Linked DNA regions of Sus scrofa: region 1 is linked to region 2. Evidence: chromatin contacts called from public HiChIP or PLAC-seq data. All regions are on one chromosome and are shown on one strand. Each heading gives the region's core, a stretch centred on a gene start, on an enhancer-like site or on the middle of the called end of the contact. The rest is flanking DNA. Distances are from core to core; before and after follow the strand shown. Region 1 has its middle 300 kb from the start of FOXO1. Region 2 has its middle 390 kb from the start of FOXO1.

Region 1 (4,656 bases), core at 2,123-4,622, 95 kb after region 2:
AATAAGTTATCATGTATCCATATGATGAAATATTTTTGAGGAATTAAAAATAATGTCATAGCAATGTAAAGACATTCTGTGGCTGGGTGAAAAAATTAAATTACAAAGGAGCGTGCAGCATACAAGCTCACTATTGTTTAAAAACAAAAGGCCTTGCATAGGAAAAACCTAGAGGGGTGTATACTAAAGTGTTTACAAGGGTTATAGTAAGTGGTGGGGTGTGAATAATTTTTATTTTCTTCGGTTTGCTCTTCGGTATGCTTTGTACTGTCGCTTTGTGTCTAAAGTGAACGTGTGTTAGGTTGTGTGAGAACAGCGTAGTCCTTTTGAAGATCTGCATGAGGTACTATAAAGATGAACATAAGATTTCAGGGATAAGCAATGAGCTCCAGAATGACAGGTGAGGCAGGGGACTGGCCCAGTTGGAATGTGGGTTCTAATAGTCATAAGGAAATATAATACATGTAGCAAATGCCCAAGCTACTTATTCTCTTGTTTTCAGTTTTCTCATCTGTAAAATGGGTGAAAGATAACCTTACCATGTTACCACCATGTTGCTGAAGAGTTAACGCAGGGCGTATGAAGTTAGCTTCCAGTCAAGTCTGGCGTGTGATAAGCTTTATGTGCACTTGCTTATTTAAAAAATATTTCCTTTGAACAATTCCTGAGATGAATAGGTAAAAAAAAAAAAAATTACTTTATTATCCCACCCCCTTTGGGCTGAGTCAGCTAGATGGAGAGAAGGCTGGGTGTTGTGTTCTTTTCAAACACAGTTCATCTTCTTAATTTCTTTAAAGAACCAATTCACTTCCTTTCCTCCTCCCCATAAAAGCTCTTTGGGAAGTTTTGCTTTATTGCTAATGGTTTTCTTTATAACTGGATGATCAATTCAACTGAGATTAATTGAGCATGAAGCTGGCAGCATCTGCAAAGCCATTTATCAGGGAGAAGGAGCCGGATCACACTGGAGCCCACCAGCTGTCATTATCTGCGCTGTCGTTCCAGCAGCCTCAGGCACACCTGAGCCTCAGGTGGCCCGCGTGTTCACAGCGTGCAGGAGCAAGGGGAGAGGCCCCCTGCATTCCCTCCTCCACGGCAGAGAGGCTGCGATGCTGCAGCTGGGCCTTGCAAATCTGAAATGTCGAATTTACGCCACTGTCATGCCAGCATCTTGCAAATCTGAAATGTCGAATTTACGTCACTGTCATGCCAGCATCTTGCTCTAACACAGTTTACTAAATAATAATACTAATAATTTAAAGCAGATATGATCTGGATCCTATCCAGCGGAATTTCATTAATAAAGTACCAAAAGCATACATCTGAAGAAGCAGAATCCAGCTTGGGCTCTGCAACAGTACATGGGCAGAGTTTTGGAATAAGATACTCAGTTATTTGCCAGCAGCGTGAACAAGTGACACCCGCTGAGTACATGATGGTGAGGATGATGATGGGGAGGGGAGGGTGGAGATGATACACATTCCTAGAACTCAGGTGCCAAACAATCTCGCAAGCACTTCACAGCTACTGCCCCCTTGAATCCTCACTACCTATGAAGTGCGGCTTCTGTTATTTCCCTATTTTACAGATGAGAGAAGCAATCACAGAGAGGTTAAGCAGCTTGCCCACAGTTACACAGCAAGTTCGTGGCAGAGCTGGGATTCCACCTCCACAGTGGGGCCCCATGGTGCACACACCACCGAATCTTTCCGTTATGCTGACACACACACACACATCAGCCAAGTGCCTCTTTCAGTTCCTACGCAAATCCAGGGATACAGGAAGTTCTGCAGCTGGCTGACATCAGCTTTTAAAAGCTCTGAAGCAGAGGTCGCTCTTAATCAGTCATCCAGGCCCAGGTGTCATATCCTTTGACCACCCCTTTTCCTAAGCAGAAAGGAGCATGGAGATACTCTCCCCACCCAAGGCTGGTTAGTTCTTTCCTTCTTCATGAGGGACTTCAGTTCATTTGTGTATGTGTGTGTGTGTGTTTCATTGCTGGACACTCACAAGCACATATAATATCCCAGATGCTGTCCAACACTGCAATTGGTAATTTTATGTGTCATCTTGGCTGCAGCCACAGTGCTCAGATATGTAATCAAATGTTAATCTGGATATTTCTGTGAGGGGATATTTTGCAGTGAGATGTAAATTCCAATCAGTGATCTTTGGGCAGAGCAGAGGGACTGCCACAATGTGGGGGGGCCTTGTCCAATCAGGTGATGGCCTGAATAGACCACAGGGCTCTGAGTAAGAGAAAACTCTACTAGCAGACAGCTTTTGGACTTGAATTGCAGCATCAGCTCTTCCAGGGTGTCTTAGTCCGTGCAGGTTGCTATAACAAAACACCACAGACTGGGTGGCTTACAGACAACAGAAGTTTCTTTCTCACAGTTCTGGAGACTGGAGGTCCAAGACCAGAGTGTCAGCATGGTCAAGTGAGGACTCTCTTCCAGGCCACTGGCCTCTCACTGGATCATCACAAGGCAGAAGGGATGGGGGAGTGACTTGATCTAGAGCCCCCCCCCCCTTTTTTAGGGCCACACCAGCGGCATATGGAGGTTCCCAGGCTAGGGGTTGAATCAGCTGCCGCTGCCAGCCTACACCACAGTCACGGCAACGCCAGATCTGGGGCACATCTGCAACCTACACCACAGCTCGTGGCAACGCCCATCTTTAACCCACTGAGCAAGGCCAGGGATCAAACCCAAGTCCTCATGGATACTAGCCAGGTTCTTAGCCTGCTGAGCCACGACAGAACTCCCTGGAGCCCCTTTCACAATCTCATTCATGGGGGCTCTGCCCTCACAGCCTAATCACCTGCCAAAGGCCCTGTGTTCTCATACACTCCATTGGGCATTAGGATCTCAACACGCGACCCTGGGGGGACACAAACATTCTGACCAGAGCACTGAGTCTTCAACCTGCCAGCCCACGCTGCAGATTTTGGACTTGTCAGCCTCCGTGATCACATGAGCCAGTTCCTAAAAGTAAACCTCCTTTTGCACATACACACTCTCTGTTGGTTCTGGTTCTCCAGCAAAGTCTGACACACTCACACACAATCAGTCGTGCTCAGGGCACATGCAGACTCAGCCAGATGTCCCTGGGACAGGGCAGGGGAGGGGGGGAGGCTCTGCTTTGAGGAGGGGACACTAGGGGACCTTTCATCCTTTACAAAGCGAAAATCTAAGATTTGGTGATTCCAATACATGGTACTTCCCTCAGTACAGATTCCAGCCTCGAGGAAAATGCTGTTCACCCATGTGACCAGATATAAAAATAGGACAGAGTATGAGGCTCTAGTTCCAATGTTTAAAGGGACAGGCACGTGAAGCCACCAGGCCTCACACAAGAAGGAAACCGAGTCTGTGACCCAGATCCTGTCACTGGCCTTTTAAACTCTGCATCACAGAAGTCACAAAGGGAGAGAGAAGCATGGCCCTCCCTTACCACATTTTTTTCCTAAGGGAAAAACAACAATGAGCAAAGGAAATCCTCTGTGGGAGACTTCCTACCATTCCAGAGCTACCATTCAAATAAAAAAAATTAAAAAAAAATAAAAAAACAAAACAGCTCATGGAACTGGGCCACCTCTGCCGGCAGAGGACCAGCACAGAACTTGACAAGGGCATCGTTTTACTCTTCCTGTTGAAGTTCTTCTGCAAGGAGCCTTGATCATCATCACTGAGCCAAGCTTCCTAGTGAAGGACACGTGCTTGGTACCCACCTCGACGTGGTGATGCAAGGCCATTGTCTGTGCCGGCTCCCCCATAAAAGGGATGTGTCACCTCTGGGGATGCTGTGGCTGTGACTGGGAGTCCCAACCAGACGCTGCTCTGAGAATGCGCACAAAGGGGGGCCTGATAGGACACCTCTCACCTTTCTGACACATGCTCTACGTCAGCCTCCTGCCGGACAATGTAACCAGGAACCCACTTCCCGTGACTTTAAAGGCACTAACCTCAAACTCCAACAAGTTTCCTAAAATGTCACTAATATAGTAGAAAACACCTCTGTACTCACGTCTAAGCAATAAAACATCATGCTGAGGTGTAAAATGCCGCAAGCGTCGCTTTCCTGATCACCAAAAAATTAATACGTTTGTAACAAAGTGATGCCTGAATGATGTCCTAGGGCCCCTCTCTCAGCTCTAACCACCAAGGCACACACCCCAAGTGGACTTCAATGAGCCTTGAAAACAATTCAATGAGTTGTATTTAGAATGTAACGCAAGACGATTCCCACAAATCATTTTACTTAAATGTTGTATGGAGTTTGGGGGTCATATAGAGACACGTTTTTCTACATAATCATTGACATTGAAAACCACTGTGTTGAAAGATACATACATTCTATGAAGTTGGGTTTTAATAATTTGAGAAGCATTCTATTGAGAAAACTGTTCCCCAGGGAGACACTGTGGAGAGTGTATCTACCAGTTATTTGCCTAGAGGCAGACCTCATTGTATTGCGCTTTGCAGATTCTGCATTTTTACAGATTGAAGGTTTGTGGCAACCCTGTGTTGAGCAAGCTTTTTGGCACCATTTTCCCAACAGTATTATTATTATTATTTTTTTAGCCTCACCCATGACATATGGAAGTTCCCGGGCCAGTGATCGAACCTGTACCACAGCAGTGACCCGAGCCAC
Region 2 (4,555 bases), core at 1,066-3,565:
TTCTCGGTGAGTGACGGCTCTGGGAACTTGCAGTGTGGATCTGAACAGCGTGCAAAATCGTTTCACTTTTAAGACAAAAGACATTAGCTTCCAGGCCCTTTCTTGGCCATCTCTACCTCTCCCCTCTTCCCTCCCTTCCCTCCTCTCCCTGCCTCCCCACGGCACTAAATAAAATGCTTAGAAAACAAAGGGCACAGCTGCCCTTTCTTCCCATTAAAACAATCAAGAATGATGGTGAATTTAATACATTTGATTAGAGAAACTCCAATTTGGTGCACTTGAATCAGCTGCCTTTGTCTTCAGCTCCCGATGGCCTGATTTCAGTGGAATGCCCTCTGCTGCCCACTGCCAGCTCCCTAGAGCGGGCAGAGAATTCAGCCTCTGAAAGCATTTGCTTGGCAGCCTCAGAAACAGGGTATTTAGGCTGTGGAAGGTGCCAGGCCCGTTTCTCACTAATCAGAGGGAGCACTTCATTAAATCATGACCACTTACTGGTGACCCTCGAGTTGCAACCCCCAGGGGCCTGGGGTCCTCTTTAGCAATGTTAATTTTTCATGGATTTTACTGCTTTTCTTAGCAATAAAATTACCATTAAGACGAAGGCCTGAATTCTATTCAAACAGCCCAGGAGATTCTGGTGTTCCAATTGCACAGAAGAAATGCAGAGATTAATAATTGCATTTACATATGGAGTTCCTTTTATCCAAAGAACAAGCATAACCCTAATAGAAAATAAGAAAATGTGTCATAATTTCCCCACCAGGTGTTATTAAGAGAGTCTAGATGGTGCCCAGGCATCCCCTACCTTCCTTACAGGATGCTTGGAAAGGAACTCATCTTGTGGGGCGTTTCAAGGCTTGAAGAATGCTGCTTATTTGCACTTAAAGTTTATGGAGATTTTTATGAAGGGCTCTCATTAAATATTTTTAAATAAATGCATGAATGCTCAAACAAAAAAGTATAACAATGAATTAAGGGTGAGAATTGACTCTCAAAGATGGATTGGAATTCTGCAGAAGTTCATAGAGGTTTCTGGAATCTATTTTACTTCCTAACCATTGCCAAAGTCAGAGACTACACTTGGGATGGACCGGTCACTAGAACCGTTAAAAGTACCTTCCACACTTTTATGAAGAAAAGGTCCCACATTTCCTGGTGTCCACCCCAAAGCAGCCGCCTAGCCTGGCGCCTTGCTGGATGACTTCTCTCCCCGGTTCCACAGCAGGAAGGCAGAACCAGGGAGCCGCAGCCAGGCGAGAAACAGCACCCAGGTTTCTGGGCTCCAGGGTCCATGCCGTAACTATGAGTCAGCCTGTCAACAGCCCTGACAAGGTACACACCAGGCCCTGCTGGGTCCAGGGAGAGTGACACCCTGTCCCAGCAGGGCCTGACTGACCCCTGCACCGCCGCCTTGGGGGTGGGCGGGGAGGTGAGCACTTCGCCCAGAGACCCATGTGTGCGCATCAGCTCTGCGGGCGCTGCAGGCCCAGGTCCCCCGAGGAAACCTGGGCTGGCTCTGGCTTTCCTCCCCAAGGCCCTCTGGTCCCAGGGCAAGAAAAATGAGCATGGCCTTCCAAGCAGGCCTGGTTTCCCAAGCGCACCCCCCCAGGCTCAGAGCCCAGGTGCAGGCCTGCAGGAGACACGGTCCTGAGCCACTGGCTCAGCCAGGCCACACGGAAGCCCCCACGGTGAACACGATAACGCCGGTGGCAAGAACACCACCAAGGCTGATTTTACCTTCCTTTTCAGTGTCAAAGTCGAGTTTTCAGAGTCTTATTGTCTAAGAAGGAGTGTGCAAAGACTTTCGCGCCCTATTATGGCATTGTGTTATGATAATGGAATGCTCGCCCCGCCCAGTCTGGCTGACCGGCCCCCAGACCTTGCCAACAATTATGCAGTTGCTCAGCGTGTGAGTGTCGCCTGGGGACAGCTTCCTGAGCCTGAGTGAAAGAGGCAGTGAAAGCCTCGAGCTGGAAAGCAGGGCCCGGCAGGCCAGCCCGGCGCCCCTTCTCCTCCCGCACAGACCCCAGGGCGCACCTCTCACCGGGCAGCCTCGCTCCTCTCTCCAGGAGCTCCGGGCCCTGCCCTGGGTCTCACAGTCCAGCAACTGCGGCTGCACCAACCGCTCGTTGTCTTTGATGTAACACACAATGGGTTCCAGAAAAGGAAGACACGATGCTCTTTAACCCGCTCGCTGCGTTCTGTTGGGAAAAGCTGAGTGCAGGGCAAGGGCTGCCCTTGACGAGGCAGAGCGGGGTGCCTGCTTCTGAGCGCTTCACTTTGCTTGGCAACCCGCGCTCGCTGCCCCTGAGCAGAACCATGTGCCCAGGACTCTCCCGGATTGGCCAATGCAGACAGAGGCTGGGAACCACCGACCGACCGACCGACGGAGGGAAAATGAGCTTTGTTTTTAAGCCCTCAAGCATCTGAAGAATTCTCAGGGAGGAAGTGGTGACAGGTTCTTTTCCATCACCACCGGAGCTGAGCACCAGGCGATGAAGAGCAGCTGCAGCAGGAGGGACCCGGGTTAGACGTGAGGCGAGTTTTCCAGACGGAGGAATGCTGGGCCCTGGCGTGTGTCACTGAGAGAGGATGCTGGAACATTGCTGAAGAGTGACTGTGCCTGGCCCGTTCCGTGGGGTGAGGAACAGAACCCTGGATTCTAGGGACCCCGAGGCTGGGGAGGTGGTGTTCACAGCGTTTTGTCTGGGTTGGGAATTCCTAGTTGTTAGGCTGCGGTCACCACGTCTCTTCCTCAGAATCACGCCGTGTGCAGGGAGAGCGGGGCCTTTCCGGCCCTGCGGACCCGTTCCGGGGGCTCCAGCCTCTGTCTAATCTGTGCTGCGGAAACGGCTGCCTGGGTCACCCCTTCCTTCCTGCTCTCGGCCGGAACCAGATTCCGAGGCAGAACAATGGCCACGGGGGCGCGTCTGGGGGAGCTGCTCGTCTTTTCCTTTTTCTTCACGGAAGTCCTTCACCTACGTGTGTGTGTTCAGGCGCCAGGCCCAGCCTCCTCCACAGGAGGGTGATGTCGGCAGCCTCGGGAGGCTTTGGAGCCTGGGAGGCCTCCGGCTCGGGAGGAAGCAGTCGTGGTCTCCTGGCTGAGGCGCTCCGTGTGCACAGGGTGGGCTCCGTGTGCACAGCGTGGGCTCCGTGTGCACAGGGTGGGCTCCGTGTGCACAGGGTGGGCTCCGTGTGCACAGCGTGGGCCAGGCAAGGTCCTGGGGCGGACGTCAGGACAGGCTGCCCTGCCCAATGTCTCCAAACCAAGTTGCGGGCCCGCGGCCGCCCATTTTCTGAGGTACTTCATTTCCGGGGCACCAGCCGAACAGTAGCCAGTCACCCTTGCTCTGTCTACACTGAAGCAGCATCAAAAGAAGTCACATCAGACTTCCTTGATGGTACCTCAGGCCTGAACCTCCCACTCACGTCTGTCCTGCCAGGAATTTGTGCGAAAGCCTGGCACCAAGCGTGCTTGGTGTTTCAGCCACGGACGCCCGCAGCCCAGCCCTGGCACGATCCCCTCCCCTGAACGTGAACACGCAAACCCTCCCAGCCACCTCCCAACCTCTTCCCGCGAAACCTCCCTCCTTTCTTCCGCATCAGCTCTACCACCGCATCGGCACCTGCGCGGATGTAGACAAACTGACCGAACGTTGCTCGCAAACACCCCTTCCCCTTCTGGGTGACGTGCTAGAGCAAAGCTGTGAAATTCACCAATAGCGAAGTTATTGCAATAAATGTACAACATTTGTTTTCATACATATGTCTGCATGGCTTTTGTCAATGACACACTGACCCAGTGTCCTATATAGGAAAGGAAAGAGATTAAAACCGTTATCCAAATTAGTAACTGCTGGTGTTGAATTAGGTCACTCTACACAGAGTACAAAGCAAAGGTATGTCCGTTTAATCCTGAAAATACTCACACTTAACATTTAAGATCATGTTTTGGGATGTGCCATCTCAGCGATGCCACAGAGTCACAGCTTCCCTGAGGCTCAGGTGTCCATCCCACCTCTTACCTCACATAGAACCTCTCGAAGGACAATACGGTACCTACAGGTCAAGAGAAAGGATGGCAAAGGCATTCCTGGCTTATTCTCATGCCCTCCAGCTGAAGACTCTAAGTGCATCCAAGATGCCCTCTGATGCTCAGAAGGAGGCAGACATGGGCCCTCACATCCCGCTTGACTCTAGCTGGCATCAGCCACTCCTCCAGGATGGACCATCCCCTGAGACATCTGATGCATATCAATCAAATGACCCAAACTCAGGGCAGCACATACTAAAAAGAAGTCACCGATGGTAAGCTTCTTGAGCACAGAGACAGTGTCTCCCTCAACTATGTATCCTCGTCGCCTGGTAAAATTCCTGTTTCACAGTAGTTCACAAATGCTAACTGCTCAATCCAGAGGCAAATAAATTTTTCCTGTCTTCCAACATGAGAAAACCATCAGAGAATTCCAAGAAGGTGAGGGGCAATGAGGTGGCGCGTTAGTGTAACTGGTAAGAAGACAAGTTTGTAGAAGGATGGATAAGTAGGATTTGGTCC

What was found. HiChIP or PLAC-seq counts read pairs in DNA pulled down with a chosen protein or histone mark.
Region 1: an H3K27ac HiChIP or PLAC-seq map of skeletal muscle shows a contact between it and region 2, with 5 times the contacts expected there. The contact joins two enhancer-like sites. A contact is called at or near these places in 1 of 5 promoter capture datasets (liver), 5 of 47 Hi-C or Micro-C datasets (alveolar macrophages, heart right ventricle, liver and 1 more) and 1 of 2 datasets of contacts at active chromatin or transcription factors (skeletal muscle).

Annotation. Positions count from the first base shown.
Region 1 is chr11:15,107,414-15,112,069 of Sscrofa11.1, forward strand. No RefSeq gene overlaps it. Among named protein-coding and RNA genes, the nearest start is that of FOXO1, 300 kb to the right of the region's middle. Within about 2 kb of position 3,373, at least 18 of the 83 cell types and tissues checked have an H3K27ac peak or open chromatin away from gene starts, as enhancers often do. A contact at or near this core is called in liver and skeletal muscle, where this site is marked.
Region 2 is chr11:15,013,201-15,017,755 of Sscrofa11.1, forward strand. No RefSeq gene overlaps it. Among named protein-coding and RNA genes, the nearest start is that of FOXO1, 390 kb to the right of the region's middle. Within about 2 kb of position 2,316, at least 52 of the 83 cell types and tissues checked have an H3K27ac peak or open chromatin away from gene starts, as enhancers often do. A contact at or near this core is called in liver and skeletal muscle, where this site is marked.